Linked DNA regions of Rattus norvegicus: region 2 is linked to region 1. The links are chromatin contacts, called in public Hi-C maps. All regions are on one chromosome and are shown on one strand. Each heading gives the region's core, a stretch centred on a gene start, on an enhancer-like site or on the middle of the called end of the contact. The rest is flanking DNA. Distances are from core to core; before and after follow the strand shown.

What was found. A called contact is a pair of places that touch in the nucleus more often than the background predicts.
Region 2: a contact with region 1 is called in a Hi-C map of frontal cortex, with 2.6 times the contacts expected there. The contact joins the promoter of Faap20 here to the promoter of Hes5 in region 1. A contact is called at or near these places in 4 of 12 Hi-C or Micro-C datasets (Schwann cells, frontal cortex, mammary epithelial cells and 1 more).

Annotation. Positions count from the first base shown.
Region 1 is chr5:170,800,992-170,808,327 of GRCr8, reverse strand. Hes5 (hes family bHLH transcription factor 5) reads right to left here and starts at 3,751. Exons shown (of 3, transcript NM_024383.1): 1 at 3,646-3,751; 2 at 3,394-3,559; 3 at 2,984-3,303. The coding sequence starts at 3,699. The coding sequence ends at 3,023. Pank4 (pantothenate kinase 4) reads right to left here and starts at 579. Exons shown (of 19, transcript NM_133531.2): 1 at 452-579. The coding sequence starts at 575.
Region 2 is chr5:171,086,234-171,093,569 of GRCr8, reverse strand. It overlaps Faap20 (FA core complex associated protein 20), which reads right to left and starts at 2,605. Exons shown (of 4, transcript NM_001108698.1): 1 at 2,345-2,605; 2 at 1,752-1,896; 3 at 1,374-1,648. The coding sequence starts at 2,406.

The DNA of each region.
Region 1 (7,336 bases), core at 2,502-5,001:
CCATGCTGGGAGCTTTATACCCAGCGTTCGCGGCAAGTGTCCAGGCCCCACCTCTCCATAGCAGTCTGTGAAGCTGGAGCTCCGGCGGACTGCGCCGCCCGGCCAAGGCCAACCCCATCCCAGGGGATTCTGAGCAGACCAAGACCCTCGAGGCCACCCGCCCCGCCCGTCCCTCCACCGAGCCCTCACGATCCACCCGCACTGCGCGGACTACGAGGCCCGACGTGCCCCGCTCCAACCGCGCAGCGCCTACCGGGAGCTGGAGTCCGACCGCCGGCTCGATCCTGCACCTAGACGCTGCACACACACTATCAGTCCCAAGAGGCTGTGCGGCGACCCGTGAGGCTGTGCGCATGGCCCGCACCCCCGCCCTTCGTCCTTCCCGCCGCCCCCGCTGGCCTCCCGTGCCCACTGCTCTGGCCACCCTCTCGAGTACCGGGTCCGTGTCTACCTATATCAATGGCGAAGCGCTTGGCGTTCTCCAGGTTTCGGAAGATCTCGTCGGGGGGCAGCGTGATGCTCTTGTCCAGACTGTCCCCGCCGCTCCCGCCGCCACTCGCTCCACGCTCCGCCATTTTGAAAGTGCCCGGCCAGCCTCATCAGCCATGGAAATATATGCGCATATAATTGACTGCTAAACGACCGCGTGCATAAATTATGCTAATGATCTCCGCCCCCTCCGCCTGTGCGAGAGGCCGGGCCACCGGACCATCCTATACAAATGTCCTAGGGACCAGAACTGCGGAAGAGAGGGCCGTTATTCTCCAAACTACCAATATCAAGCTTCTGGAATATTATTTCACTGAGCTGGCTAGATGCTAAGTTGGGTTGAGCTTGGCGATCCTGCTTTCAGATCTCCTGCTGTGAGGTTGACCCTGCAAGCTGCTGTGGTTTCTGCTAGGGTCACCCCATCATCCTGGTTTCCCAAGGACGCGTGACCTTCAGTGCTAAAACTCCCATGTAAACTGGAGTAGTTTTAAGGACTCTACTCTCGAGGAGTGCCCAGCTATAGGGAAGGGATATGGGATAGAGACATGTGTCTGAAACTGGGAAGATCGGCACTTCAATGACAATCTGCAGAAAGTGTGTGTGTGTGGGGGGTGCCTGGAAGAGGGGGCAGGGTTTCAAAGTGGAGGTGATCTGCAGTGCCTGTTGACTTAGGTCCCTTGAGAGAGAGCACTGTGTCCTCCAAGAGGCCCTTCTCGTAACTTAATATCTTGCTCTCAGGTTCTGTCTGCAGGCTGACACTGACTGACTTGCCCGGTTCCTGGAGCACAGGTTTGAGGCGATGTACAGGCTCAGTCACCATATATCTAGATTGATTCAGGGAGGAGGAAGCTTTGTATGTGCATACCAACAGAGTGGACATATTCTGGATGGGAGAGCCTGCTCCAGGGTGGCAGGGCTCCTGAGAGTGAGGCGACCCAGCAGCTTCAGGCCTGTGTTTAGAAGGACACTCCACAAGGACAGTGGCCTCCTTCCCTGTTCATAGATGCTCTGCTGCTCCTGTGGTAAGCTAAATGAATGCGGATGAGGCTGTCTGTCCTTGCTTGCTATGTGTGGGCCTCAGCAGGGTCCTCAGGTGGTCACTGGCAGAGTAGATAGAAAGGAATAAGGGGGTGGGGTGGGAAAGGTTAGAGTCAGGGCAGGGGCCACATCTGTGGCTTTGTCACTCAGAAGACATGTAGACACACCCAGATCCTCCCCACTCTTTGCTCCGTGGGTTTTGCCTTTGGGACACCTGGAAGCTGTGAACTTGACCGACCTGCTATAGCCTACCTTAAAGCAGACAGACAGCCTGTCTCAGACAATGGACCATACCTACCAGGTTCATGGCTGAATGGAATGGGTCGGCCCTGGCCCTAGTCACCTTGTGGGAGGGAGGGTGTTTATGAAATAGCTAAGCAGGTATACTAAGGGAAGCGGGAGCTGGACCAGATACTCTCTCAGGTTTGGCACAGCCGAGCCTCTTGCTGCAGCAAGAGATCCACCTAGGCCTTCAGCTTCCTCTCAGTGCACAGAGCAGAGGGTCTGCAGTTGTTAGGATCCCGTCCCCGACCCCCTCCTGGGAGCTAGTGGGAACCGCAGCAGCTACCCAGGTCTTGTTCACAGTGAGAGCATCAACAGCTCTATATGCTCCTCCTGCCCTCTCTTTTTCTCTGTCAGAGGACCACCAGCAAGCACCCGTCCTGATCCCGGTTTGGAAACATGGTAGATCCCACTGTTCCACCTCCATTTACGAGGGAGGCAGGCCACCCCTGTGGCTGCCAAGGACAGACATGCACAGAGAGGCACAGACATGGCATAGGGCTTGATATTTTATTAGAAGCCTTCAGAACAGCTTGTGTTCTCCCACATAACCAAGAGTTCAAATTCTAAGTACAAAATTGTGCCCACACGCACCCTCCCATACAAAGGAATCCTTTGAGGATCGTCGTGGAGACCCCACCCTCCCAGACAGCCCACTGTGAGCGCGCACCAGACAGCCAAGGCCATGTGGACCTTAAGGTGAGGTCCCAGGGGTCCTACACCCACGCAGGCTGAGTGCTTTCCTCTGAGGAAACACCTGCAGTTCCGCCTTCACAAAAGGCAAATGTGCCCAGGGCACAGCCCGCCCGCAGGGCGCTTGCCCAGCAGTCACGGGCCCTGAAGAAAGTCCTCTACTCTATGGGCTGGGGTGAGCCAACCAACCCCCAACTCTACAAATATCATAGAACACCCGGTGGAAACCGACCGGGAACTTCGCAGAAGTCACTTGCTGAAATGCAAACACAAAACAACCCCATGGGGTCGGACAGGCGGCAGAGGGTGGACCCTGATTATCCCCAAATGACAACTCTGCACGCACATTCTCTAAGAATGACCCCCCTTGCTGGCCAGCCAGCCTGGGGAGGGAGCCTTCGGAAGAAGGTTGCGGCCAACCTGGGGCTGAAACGCGGCTGGGGAATGTCTTCCCACATCGAGAGGAACAGAGGAACGAGCTGGTCCTCTGGTCAGCTCCAGGCACCCGTCGGCCGCTGGGTCACCAGGGCCGCCAGAGGCCGCAGGCAGATTGGCGCGAGGTGGAGACGGAGGCGGCGGCCTTAGTGGAGGAGCGCGCCGGCTGGGGCGCAGCGCCGGGCGTCGGGGTCTCCTTGACAGGCGCGGCGGGAGCTGGGGGCCGCTGGAAGTGGTAAAGCAGCTTCATCTGCGTGTCGCTGGCTGCATGCAGGGTCAGGAACTGCACCGCCTCCTGCAGGCACCACGAGTAACCCTCGCTGTAGTCCTGGTGCAGGCTCTTGGGGCCGGCGGCCGCGGCGAAGGCTGTGGGGAGACCGAGCGGCATGAGTGGGGCGCGCGCGGTGGGAGCCACACCGGTGGGGAGCAGGACACGGGCGCAGGCGCCTAGCTCACCTTTGCTGTGCTTCAGGTAGCTGACGGCCATCTCCAGGATGTCGGCCTTCTCCAGTTTGGAGTTGGGCTGGTGCCGCGCGAACTCCTGCTCCAGCAGCAGTTTCAGCTGCTCAATGCTGCTGTTGATGCGGTCCCGACGCATCTTCTCCACCACCGGCTTCCGCAGCTGCGGGAGGAGATGCGTCAGGTGGGCGGCGGACGCCGGAGGCCCCGGGGGAACGGGACGGCGTGCGCCGGGCGAGTGGCACTTACTCGGTTTTTCTCCTTGGGACTGAGCATCTCCACCGCCACGGTACTTGGGGCCATGCCTGGAGCTCTGGAGGCGATTGGCGAGCGGAGCGGAGCGAGCAGAGCCAGGCGTCCCGGGCTGGCGCGGCCCGAACCCCCTCACGCCAGCCTTATATAGGCGCGGGCAGCGGCCCGGCGCCTGGGGTCCGGGCGCCGCGGCCGTTCCCACACTCAGCGGCCAATGGCGGCGCCGGCCGCACAAAGGCGCCGGCCCATTAGCGCACGCTAAATTGCCTGTGAATTGGCGCGGGCACAATGGTCGCTCCCCGAGGAGCAGGTGGGCCGCGCGGCACAATGTCCGGGCTGTGGGAACGCGCTCGCCCTCATTAGCATCCCGGGGCCTGATGCTGAGAGCCCCGCGCCTCAATATGCTGCCTTTTCCCAGGCCGCGGGGAGGTGGGGAGGGCAGGAAGGAGTGCTCCCCCCTTCTCTCCCTTCTTCCCTTCCACTCCCCAGAGGCTCCCCACCGCTGGCTGGCAGAGGCCACAGGCGCAGAGAAATGGGAGTTTTACAATGAACAGACAGCGGCTTCCAGAGGAGTGGGCACCCTCCCCAGCTGGGACCTGTTGCCCACAGGCACAGTGGGTTAAAGCGGGCCACACTCTCTCAAACAGATGCTGCCTTCGTGCCATTCACAGGTACAGGATGAGAGAGGGACAACGGTGTTTAGGATTTAGGACTCAGGCGCTTTATTGCCAGTTCCCCAAACTGTCACTTGGGAGGAGTGACTTCTCCACAGCTAGAAATGTCTAGGTGTTAACTTAAGTGTGGAGCCTGCCAGGCATACTTCCAGGCTAGCTGAATCTGCTGGATAGCGCCTGCTAGCATGAAGCCCGCAGGAACCCCCGGCACCCACAGGATATCTAGACTGCTCTCCAGTCACCAGGTGTCACAACGCATCTCTGAAACAGGAGGACCATGCTGTCTGTGGCTTCTAGGAAACCTTGGCTGCCCTTAACTCCTCTCATGGCAAAACTCCCGCCCTCCCCGCCCCCACCCCCGTGTGTGTGTGTGTGTGTGTGTGTGTGTGTGTGTGTGTGTGTGTTTTCCGGTTTCACTCAGCATTTTGTGTGTGGGGAGGTATAAGGTGGCAGACCTGAGAAGAAGACCCCATGTGAATGCTGTGCTGGCCTGGATGGGCCCCTTTGGAAGAACGGGTAACTGTGGTGCCTAGCCAGCTGACCCTACCTAGAGGATGGCCGTGTGAGAGTGTCCCTCCACCTGGAACCCATACTATTTCCCCAATATTCTGCAGGGGCTGAGGGAGGAGATGAGGCCTGTGCTTCCTCCTAGGAGCAGCCTAAGACCTAGCCAGGTCCAAAACAGGAGGCTGGTGTCAGAGAACAGTACCCAGTGCAGAATGAAACAAAGGTTCTCTGGATGGATATCAGCCATGTCTGAGCTCAGGAACCAAAGGGCCTTCATAGTGCCCTCCCCTCCTGCTATGGTAGTGACCCACTGCTGTAAGCGGTCTATTCACCAGGCCTCGCTCCAGAAGCTCTTAGCACAAGGGGTTGTTGGGTTATCATGGAAGGAAGCATCTGAGACAAGAGGGGAAGGCTTGGCTTTGAGGCACCCTGTGATGGTCTGTCCAATGCAGGATATAGATACAGAATTCACCTCCCCTAGACCCTGAGCTCCCCGCACCCACCCCAACCCACTCCCTGAGCTCCTCTCTGAGGGGTTGTTTGGTGTTGAAGGGCAGAGGTACTCTGTAAGTTCAGGAGGGAGGCTTGGGGCTGTATGCCTCTGCTTCTACAATCCTGAGGACTAGCAGTGTCTGGCACTTTGTGGTGGGCAAGCAGCCCCCTCAGACTCCAAGGCAGAGGAGTCCTGGTGGTGCTCATTGGAATCTTGTTTGCAGCCAACTAGAAGTTTACACCACCGCATGGTAGTCAAATTTAGCCATGCTGTGGATCTCAGATCCCTGGGAGTGGGGAGGGCAGGAAAACCTGTGTGGTTGTCCTGTATGCCCTGCAGGAAGGGCTCAGGAGCCTGATTAGGTGTTCAGAGGGCCAAGGGAATGCAAACAGACCAGGGAGGGCATGAAACCCACCAACTGGAACCAGGGTCTGAGCCTATGTGAGCCCTGACCATTGCTCCTGGCTGCTGGCAGCAAGGACCCAAGACTGTACCCAGATATGAGGGTCATCCAGGCACAGACTTGCTCCCCAAGACTTTGGTGAGGACAGTTGGCTAAGGCTTGTGTTCTGTTCTTCCAGTACCCTCCCCCGAGCCAGCTCCTCACCCAAATGAGACGCGTGCCAGGAGATATGGTCCAACCTCCATCCCACCCCAACCGCCCGCCCACCCGCGGTGGGTTAGGAGAGCTGGCCTTCCAGAGGTGAGGGTGGTGGGTGGGCCACGGGGAGGGCCACCCCCTCCCCCGCTCCTCCTCACCGCCACCCCCCCTCAACCCTAGCAGCTTTGATCCAATTTTCAGTTGTGGGAAATATGAAATGAATGGTGTTAAATCCCAGCCGGATGAAAGGCTGGTTGCCTCCCCGAGTGCGGGCCAGATGGCAGCCCAGGCGGCCTCTGAGGCACACGCCTGGCCTTTGTGGGCCGTTTAACACTGTGAATGGGGCCAAAGTGTGGGAAACTCTCTGGGCTCCTGGCTCACACCATCCGACTTGAGTAGCTGCAAAGGGGGATGGGTAAAGGCTGCCTCTGGCTGGCGGGCTTTGCCCGGCAGAAGCACTGCGAGGTGGGGGAGGGGCATCGGGATCCTTAGCCACCGCAGCCGCATGGAATCGGGTCCTTCCCTAGTTTGCCCTTCCTGTACCTTTCAGAGGATCCCACCTGAGCGCTCAGTAGGTCTGGGTGAAGGGACAGTAGGTGAGGCTGGTCAGGATCTGGAGTTGGCAAGGCCCCTCAGTGGAGTGCTTCACGCTATTTTGTACATTGGGGCAGCGGTGGGGATCCTGTATACTGAGTCTGCCCAGGTTATGCTGAAAGTCAGGACCCGTTCCCTTAGTAAGCTGGCTGAGGAGTTCCTTGGATGAGAAAGGGGAAGCTGCAGGATACTCTGCTCCCAGTCTCTGAAGGAAGGTTCATTTTGGATGGGAGTACAGCACTGTGATAAACAGTTTGGAAGGCAGACAAAAATTAAATGGAATTAATTTATAACTCAGAAATTCTGCCTCCATGTCTATGCTCATAGAAGTTATAAGCAGACTCAAGCTTTTCTGTACTGGCGCCCACAGCTGCACAGTACACAGTAGCCAAGGAGCCAGGGCCACCCAAGTGTTCACAGATCAACTAACAGATAAAGAACAGAGGAAGCATCCATAGAGTGGAAGATCGCTCATTTGCACACAGCATGGGTGAAACTCATGGCTAAGGAGACAAACCAGCCCCAAGAGGACAGATCCTGCAGGAGTCCAGTTACCAGTTACGGGAGCGACCTAGAGTAGTCAAATCTGTGGGCAGAAAGTGGAACATCGACTGTCAAGAGCTGGGGCGGGAGGAAGATGGAGTGGCAGTGTTTAACGGGGACAGTTCTGGCTTGAGAAGATGAACATGGGTGGTGGTGACAGCTGTGTCACATCGTGAGTATATTTAACAAGTGTGAACAGAAGTGGGTGAATTTTTATGTATATTTGGCCACAATTTGGAGTTTGTCTAGAGAAGAGACATAGACATGATCCTGCTT
Region 2 (7,336 bases), core at 1,356-3,855, 290 kb before region 1:
GACTTGAGCCTACCTCGCTGACACCTACCCTTAAAAAGCAGGGTGCTGGGGTTGGGGATTTAGCTCAGTGGTAGAGCGCTTGCCTAGGAAGCGCAAGGCCCTGGGTTCGGTCCCCAGCTCCGAAAAATAGAACCAAAAAAAAAAAAAAAAAAAAAAAAAAAAGCAGGGTGCTTTGCCAAGCTCTCAAATGGCTGCTTGAACAGCACCCAACGGATGGAGTGAGCCCCCTCTTCAATGGCCCTATCTTCCAAGAGTCTTTTCTTAGACACACCAAAGGACAGCACAGACAAAAGGCTGTCCCGGAACAAGAGCGGGAGCCCTGACATAATCAGGAATCTGATGGGCTCTTCGAGAATGAATTCCCCAAAAGGGCTTAAGCCCTCAGCTTCTGCCCCTGGGTCTCTTGATTGGTAAGAAGCACAGAGGTGTCAGCTTTACAAATCACTCACTGTCACATAAACAGGACCCCAGTTGGGTACAGTCATAACCTGACTCAAGGCAGCCCTGTCAACATCCCCCTTGTCTCAGCTATATAGGTATGAGTAGAGAGCTGTTGTCGAGGGGTGGGATTGGGGACCCTCCCAAATTCATAAAGGCTTGAATCTGATTTTTTTTTTTAAAAGCCACATTTTGGAGGTTAGAAAGATGGCTCAGTTAATGGTAACGTACCTTCTATGCAAACATTACCAATGTAAAAGGCTGTATACATTCGTGATACAGGTACTGGTGGCAGGACAGACAGGCGTATCCTGAGCCCACTGTGTAGCCCACCCTAGCACCTCTGTGTACAAACCCTCTGAACATGTACATATACTACACAAACAATAAATATGCACATTTTTTTTGAGACAGGATCTCTCTCTACATAGCACTGGCTGTTCCGGAATTCACTATGTAGACCAGGCTGGCCTGGAACTCAGACATCTGTCCCTCAAAGGCTGGGATTAAAAGCACATAAGCCTCCACTTCCAGCTCAGCACAATTTCTTTTGTAATCATCTGGAGGAGCCTGTTGGGCTCTGAACTAGGGTCCCACCTGCCTCATGTTCTGACAGCTATTTAATCAAGCCAACTCTGTGCTTGATTAACCAGGACTAGCAAGAAAGCTCAGCAAATAAAGGCTCAGCAAATCTGAGGACCTGAGTTCAACCCCTGGACTCACGTGATAGAAGGCCAGAACAGACTTCAAGAAGTTGTCTTCTGACCTCCACATGCATGCGTGCCAGGCACACATGTATGTAAATATTTATAATTTAAAAATTAGTTACATAAACAAAAGGCCTGAGCCCCACCAGGCACTCTCTTTGCCTCCTAAGCCAGTGGGCCTTACATCCAGCTAAGTCTTCAGCCTGAGGTCTGGGATGGGACACTCACTTCGGGTCAAATGCCTTCTGGCACAATGGGCAGTTCAGCAACACAAGTTGACTCTGCACACACTCCTGGGTGCTGGGAGTTTGACGGGAATCCAGTGCAGGGCATCCTTTCAGGGATGGAGCAGGTGACCCCGGAGAGCCTTCAGGACAACGTAACAGGCGGCAGGAGCTTCCAGAGCCACGAAGGGCAGGCGGAAAAGGCGTCCAGGAAAAAGTCTTGGATCCTACAGTGAAGACCTCAGGAGGCACAGTGGACTCTGGGTCAGGCAGAGATTCCTGAAAAGCAGTGCCCTTAAGGTCATAGCCACCAACACCATGACCTCCCCAGGGCCTGAGATCCCTCTCCGGAGTCATCCCGGCTTAGTGTTTTTGGACACACCTGGCTGGGAAAAGCAGGCAGCGGTGGTAATGGCTGACTGTTCGGGGTCCAATCCGTGTTCCCGCCCACGGTGCTGCGCAGCAGAGCAGCCCACGGCTCACTCTTACTTTCCTCCGAGAGAAACCAGGGGCGGCAGTTAGGGGGCCTGGGAATCATAAGAAGGGTCAGCCAGGGGATCCATGGTAGATGTCACGAAGGGTTGGTTCTACAGTGAGGGGCAACAAGGCTGGGGTGGGGAGCAAGCCCACAGTGGAGTAATGGAGGAGGAGGGAGCCCATAGTAAGGGGACAGGAATGAACCTCACGTTGAAGGGTAAACGAACTCTAGGAGGAAATGGAGCCTGGAGCTGCGAAAGGAGAGGCTAAATAGGCGACGGAAAGAGGGGTGGCGGAGGTGGCGATGGGGACTGCAGGGTTGGGGCGGAAGAAGCGACCGCGCCCGGAGAGAGGCGGAGCGTGGCTAGTAGCGCGATGCACGTGTGCGAGGAACCCCGCAGCTAGGCGGGAACGTCGCGGCGTCCCCACCGCCTTCCCAGGCTCCCACCTCCTTCCAAAGCCCCCAGGACCCCACCCCTCCGCTCTGTCCCGCCTCACCCGCCCCCTGCGGGCGGCCTGCGGCGGCTCAGCCTCCCCCGCAGCCTCCGCTCCTCCTCCATCCTTCTCCTAAGAGCGTCCGGCGGAAGTGAGACTTACAGCCAGACCCGCCCTCCGACCGGGACCCGCTCCGGAGGCTTCCAGAGCCCCCGCTCTCCGCTCTGCCAAGTGCCAGCTCCCTTTTGTGGCGCTGGAAATCTAAGGCGCCGAGATCCCAACCGTTGGGAACACGAGGCTGCCGCCTTGAGGGAGAGTCGCGACAGCGTGGAGCTGACCTCCAGTTTGCAGGGGTGCGAGATTGGACCCACCCGACCCTGTGCAGACCCTGGAGCCTGGGCTCCCATCTGTCAACACGTGCTGAGAACTGTCAGGCTTGCCCTGCTGATGGCACCTCCCAGTGGTACTAGACAATGCCCTGCCTCAGTTTCCAGTTCTTTGGCCTTTCTCAGGAGGGCCCCATGGACAGGGCCAGATTCCCAAGTCCAGTTTTGCCATCATCTTCCTCTTCTTCTTATAGAAGGAACTGGGTTTTTCTACCAAAGAGAGAGGCAATGAAACCTCAAAGCCCAGGGGATGAAGGCTCAGAGAGAAAATCCCCGGTTTCCTACCTAGCCAATAACCCGCCCTGCAATCCTGCAACCCATCACTTGGTGGCAGCAAAAGCCCAGGCACTTTGACAGACGCATTGGGATTCGCTAATAGCATTCTACTGCAAAGCCCCCAGGGGTCAGGGACGGTCCAAAAGCCTGTCCTGCAACCATCTGACTCCCTAACCCCTTTCCTGGCTCTTCCTCCAGTCAGAACTTTGCCTCTCATCTTTAGGTGAGATCACCCCTACTGTGAGTACTTCCAGGTTCCACAACCTGGAAATTGTGTCCAGGCCAGGGTCGGGGATGGATTCCGGACCGAGGTTGTCTTCTATCTCTGTAGGCTTGAAGAGGATCAGCAAGTTTAATCTCCTAAGGATCCGAGAGCAGATATCTGTGCGGTATGTGTCTGCTGCCCACAGAGGTGGGAAAAGATCTTGGATCTCCTAGAACTGTGGTTACAGTTGCGAGCTACCATGCGGATGCTGGGAAATGAACCTGGATCCTTTGCAAAGAGGAGCAAATGTTCTTAACTGGGGTTGGGGATTTAGCTCAGTGGTAGAGCGCTTGCCTAGCAAGTGCAAGGCCCTGGGTTCGGTCCCCAGCTCCGAAAAAAAAAAAAAAAAGAAAGAAAGAAAGGAAATGTTCTTAACCATTAAATCGTCGCTCCAGCCCCAATCCAACCATCTTTAGAACCTGAGGAGGTAGAAGCAGGGTAATGAGCAGCCCCAGCAGTGACCTTGTCCCAGCTGTCTGCGAAGTATTGCCAAGAAAGGCTTTAAAAGTTTAATTTGAACGGTGCTGGCACAGACCTTTCATCCCAGTGCTCAGGAGGCAGAGGCAGGAGGGTCTCTATGAGTTTGCTCTGTGGAGTGAGTTCCAGGATAACAGGGCTATGAAGAAAGATCCTGTCTCAAGACAAAACAAGGGGTTGGGGATTTAGCTCAGTGGTGGAGCGCTTGCCTAGTAAGCGCAAGACCCTGGGTTTGGTCCCCAGCTCTGAAAAAAAAACAAAAACAAAAACAAAAAAGCAAAAAGTTGAATTTGGACTGAGGAGATGTCTCAGTGGGCAAAGTGTCTGTGCAAGCATGAGGCCCTGAGGTCAGTTCTCAAAACCAACGTGAAACCATGCCGGACAGCACAAGTCTGGACTCCCAGGGTACTTTGAGATGAGCAGAGACAGGAACCAAAGAGGAGACTGCCTTAAACAATATGGAAAGTGAGGTTGTCTCCTGACCTCCACTATGGTGTGTATGCTCACACCACAGAGGAAGGAATTTTTAAAAAAATATTTATGGGGGTTGGAGATTTAGCTCAGTGGTAGAGCGCTTGCCTAGCAAGTGCAAGGCCCTGGGTTCGGTCCCCAGCTCTGAGAAAAAGAAAAAGAAAAAAAAAATATGTATGTAAGTGCTCTAGCTGCACCTACACCTGCATGCCAGAAGAGGGCATCAGATCCCAGTATAAATGGTTGTGAGCCACCATGTGATTGCTGGGAACTGGGACCACTAGAAGAGCAGTGAAGTGCTGTTAACCACTGAGCTATCTCTCCAGAATGTAAAGTTGAAGCCAGGTGGTGGTGTTGCCTTTAATTCCAGCACTCAGGAGGCAGAAGCATGTGGCTCAATGTGAGTTCAAGGCCAGCCTGGTTTACAAATCAAGTTCCAGGACAGCCAGGGTTACACAAAGAGAAACCCTGTCTTGAAAAACAAAATAAATTAAAAGAAAAAAATTTAAAAACCTAAGATTGAATACGGTGAAAGGATTTCACTCTCCTGGAGCTATCTGTTGTGGTGACAAGGAATTTACTGGAAAATACTTTCTGCTTGGGATTAACCCTTGCATTGCAGAAACAACTTTCCTTCTGAGCCAAGATTCACAGTTACAAAAGGATACTTCGGCCCTTTGGAGGAGACACACTGGTGATGCAGAAAGTGACCCAGTGTGGGAAGCAGTAAAGCTGCCTGCATCTGCCCACCCACACCCAGGTTGAGCCCACCTTTTTCTCTTTGGCCTTGTCCATCATTAGACCGTATTTTCTTGGAGGAAAAGCCTAAACTCCACCCTCCAAAGCTAGTCTCAGAAGTGCCGAGGGTCTGCCGGCCGGGTTGGTGTCTCAGCAAGCTATTTTCTCAAGGTGGTATTAACAGAATCCTGACTTTCTCACTAGCAAAGCTGGTCACCAGATTGATCTCTGCCGTCAACAGGGGCTGGTAAGCTGGTGGACTAGGTGAACCCGTCCATCAGAACCCCAGTTGGAAGCTGCTGGGGTCATCCAAGTCCTGCTTGACTTCCAACATTCTCCTTGCCTTCTTGGGAACCGGGTTTACCATTAATTTACTGGACAAATGGGTCATGACAGTGACAGCACCTGTCGGTGTCCAAGTCCAGAAAGGACACAGGTTAGGGTTAGCTTTCGAGTGAAACCTGTAGAGGCCAGCATGCCCGGGGACATACTCTAGCCATGCCACTCAGATCTCCCCACACTTACTGTGAGGTAGAACAGCGTGGCATCTACGCAGGGCACCCCAGCCATACTCACTGACTGCGTGAGGGTGTCCAAGAGGCCTGAGCTGCCTCTCTGCCTGCGTGGCCTTCTGACAACGGGCTGCATTCCCCACACCTGCTGGCCTGTGTGTGCCAAGCAGGCAAGGCTGCCTGGATCCAGGCACGGCGGCATTTATGGGGTGTGGGAGTGCCAGGCAGACAGGCTGTATGAGACAGTTGCCTGGGAAACATCGCAGGATCCGCCAGGCAGCAGAGTGGTTGTTCAGGCCCACACATGGGGTGTGGGGGCAAGGGTGTGTTGGGGGAGGGGGAGGCTCAGACACTGCAACTCCCTTATGGTACCTCTTCAAGCTTCCAACCGGGGATCGTGGCCAGGACTTGCCCATGGTCAGCAAGCCAAAGCCAAGGGTGGGGCAATCTAACCCAAAAAGCCAAGGGACACTGGAGGAGAGGGCACTGGGGGAAGGGACCTTGCCCCATTTCAGCTCCCACCTCTGAACCACCCTTCAGGTCACATTTCCACCCGGCCACTTCTGTCGGTTCACAGTGGCATTCTGACATCCAGCAAACTCTTCCAGCCACTTTTCCAAACCCTCTCATGGCCCAGCTTATGTTCCCTCCAGGGTCTGTGCCTTCGTTGGCCCTTTCTCCAGGAGGCTAACTCATATGGCCCTAAGTCCTGGCCTTAATGTGACGCCTTCCAGCCCTGCCCACTAATGCCCTTCTAGGTTTTCCTGAAACACAACCGTGGGGCAACTTCCAGAGGGCAGTCCTGTGTACTGTGTCCTAGCTGTGCCCAGAGCTTCAGAGGGACCACAGGGCCACAGAAAGAAGGACAGAGCCTTAGGGAGGAGGGTGGCAGAAAGGGGAAAAACTTGGGGCCTCTCCTGCGGAGACAATAAGTCAAGCAGAAACCAAGCTTTCCTGGTGCATGGGGTGAGTGGGAGCCCCAGGGGGACTCCCCAGGGAGGCTGTGGTTTCTCAGATCCCACAGAGTCAGCTTTGACCCGGATCCAACAGCATTTACAGGAAACCTGCACACGGGAAGGCCCTTGACCCAGATGCCAGAGGTCTCTTCACCTTCTGGGCCCCTCAGCCAGGTGGATACAGATTTCTGAAAGCATCTGAAATAAACAGACTGTGTTTACCGTAGCCATCAATTTGGGGCTGTGTCCTGGCTACATTTTAACTTTCTGATTTGGGCTTTGGTTTTTAAGTATTGTTGTTTCTCTTCTCACCCTTGGGGATGGAACTGGAGGCGGGGCTACTTAAGTGAGCTGTACCCCCACACCATACAGTTTTTGAAAGGTGCAGAGTCTTTCATACGGTACCACAGGAATACCCCGGAATCTGCTTTCATTTGAAAAATCAAGCAGGTGGGCCCCGTAAGTCAGGCTCCTGAGGTCTAGGGAACTTCTCTGGGCCTAACAGCACTTTCCAGAAGAAGCCAAAATGCTGTGAGCAGGAAATTGAGAAGGCACTGCAGGGTGGGGGTGGGGTGTACTGTCTTGTGTTTGCTCACCTGGAAGAACTGTACGTTGTAGGGGGAAAAAAAATTACCTGAAAGGTATTTGGCTCAATTAGTGTGCACATGTGTGTGTGTGTGTGTGTGTGTGTGTGTGTGTGTGTGTGTGTGTGTGTGGTTCCACATGTGTGTATGTACTGGTCAAGGTCAGAAGTTGATTGCAGGAGTCATTCCTCAGCCTTATTCCCTGAGATAATGAGACTGAATTCACCAGTCAGGCTAGGCTGGCCAGCCAGTGAACCCAAGAATCCAGCTGTCTCTATCTCCCCGGTGCTGGAATTACAAATGTGCCTATCTTTTTAGATGGGTTTTGGGAATCAAATTTGGATCCTTTTATGCTTGTGCATCGAGTCCTTTTTTTTTTTTTTTTTTTTT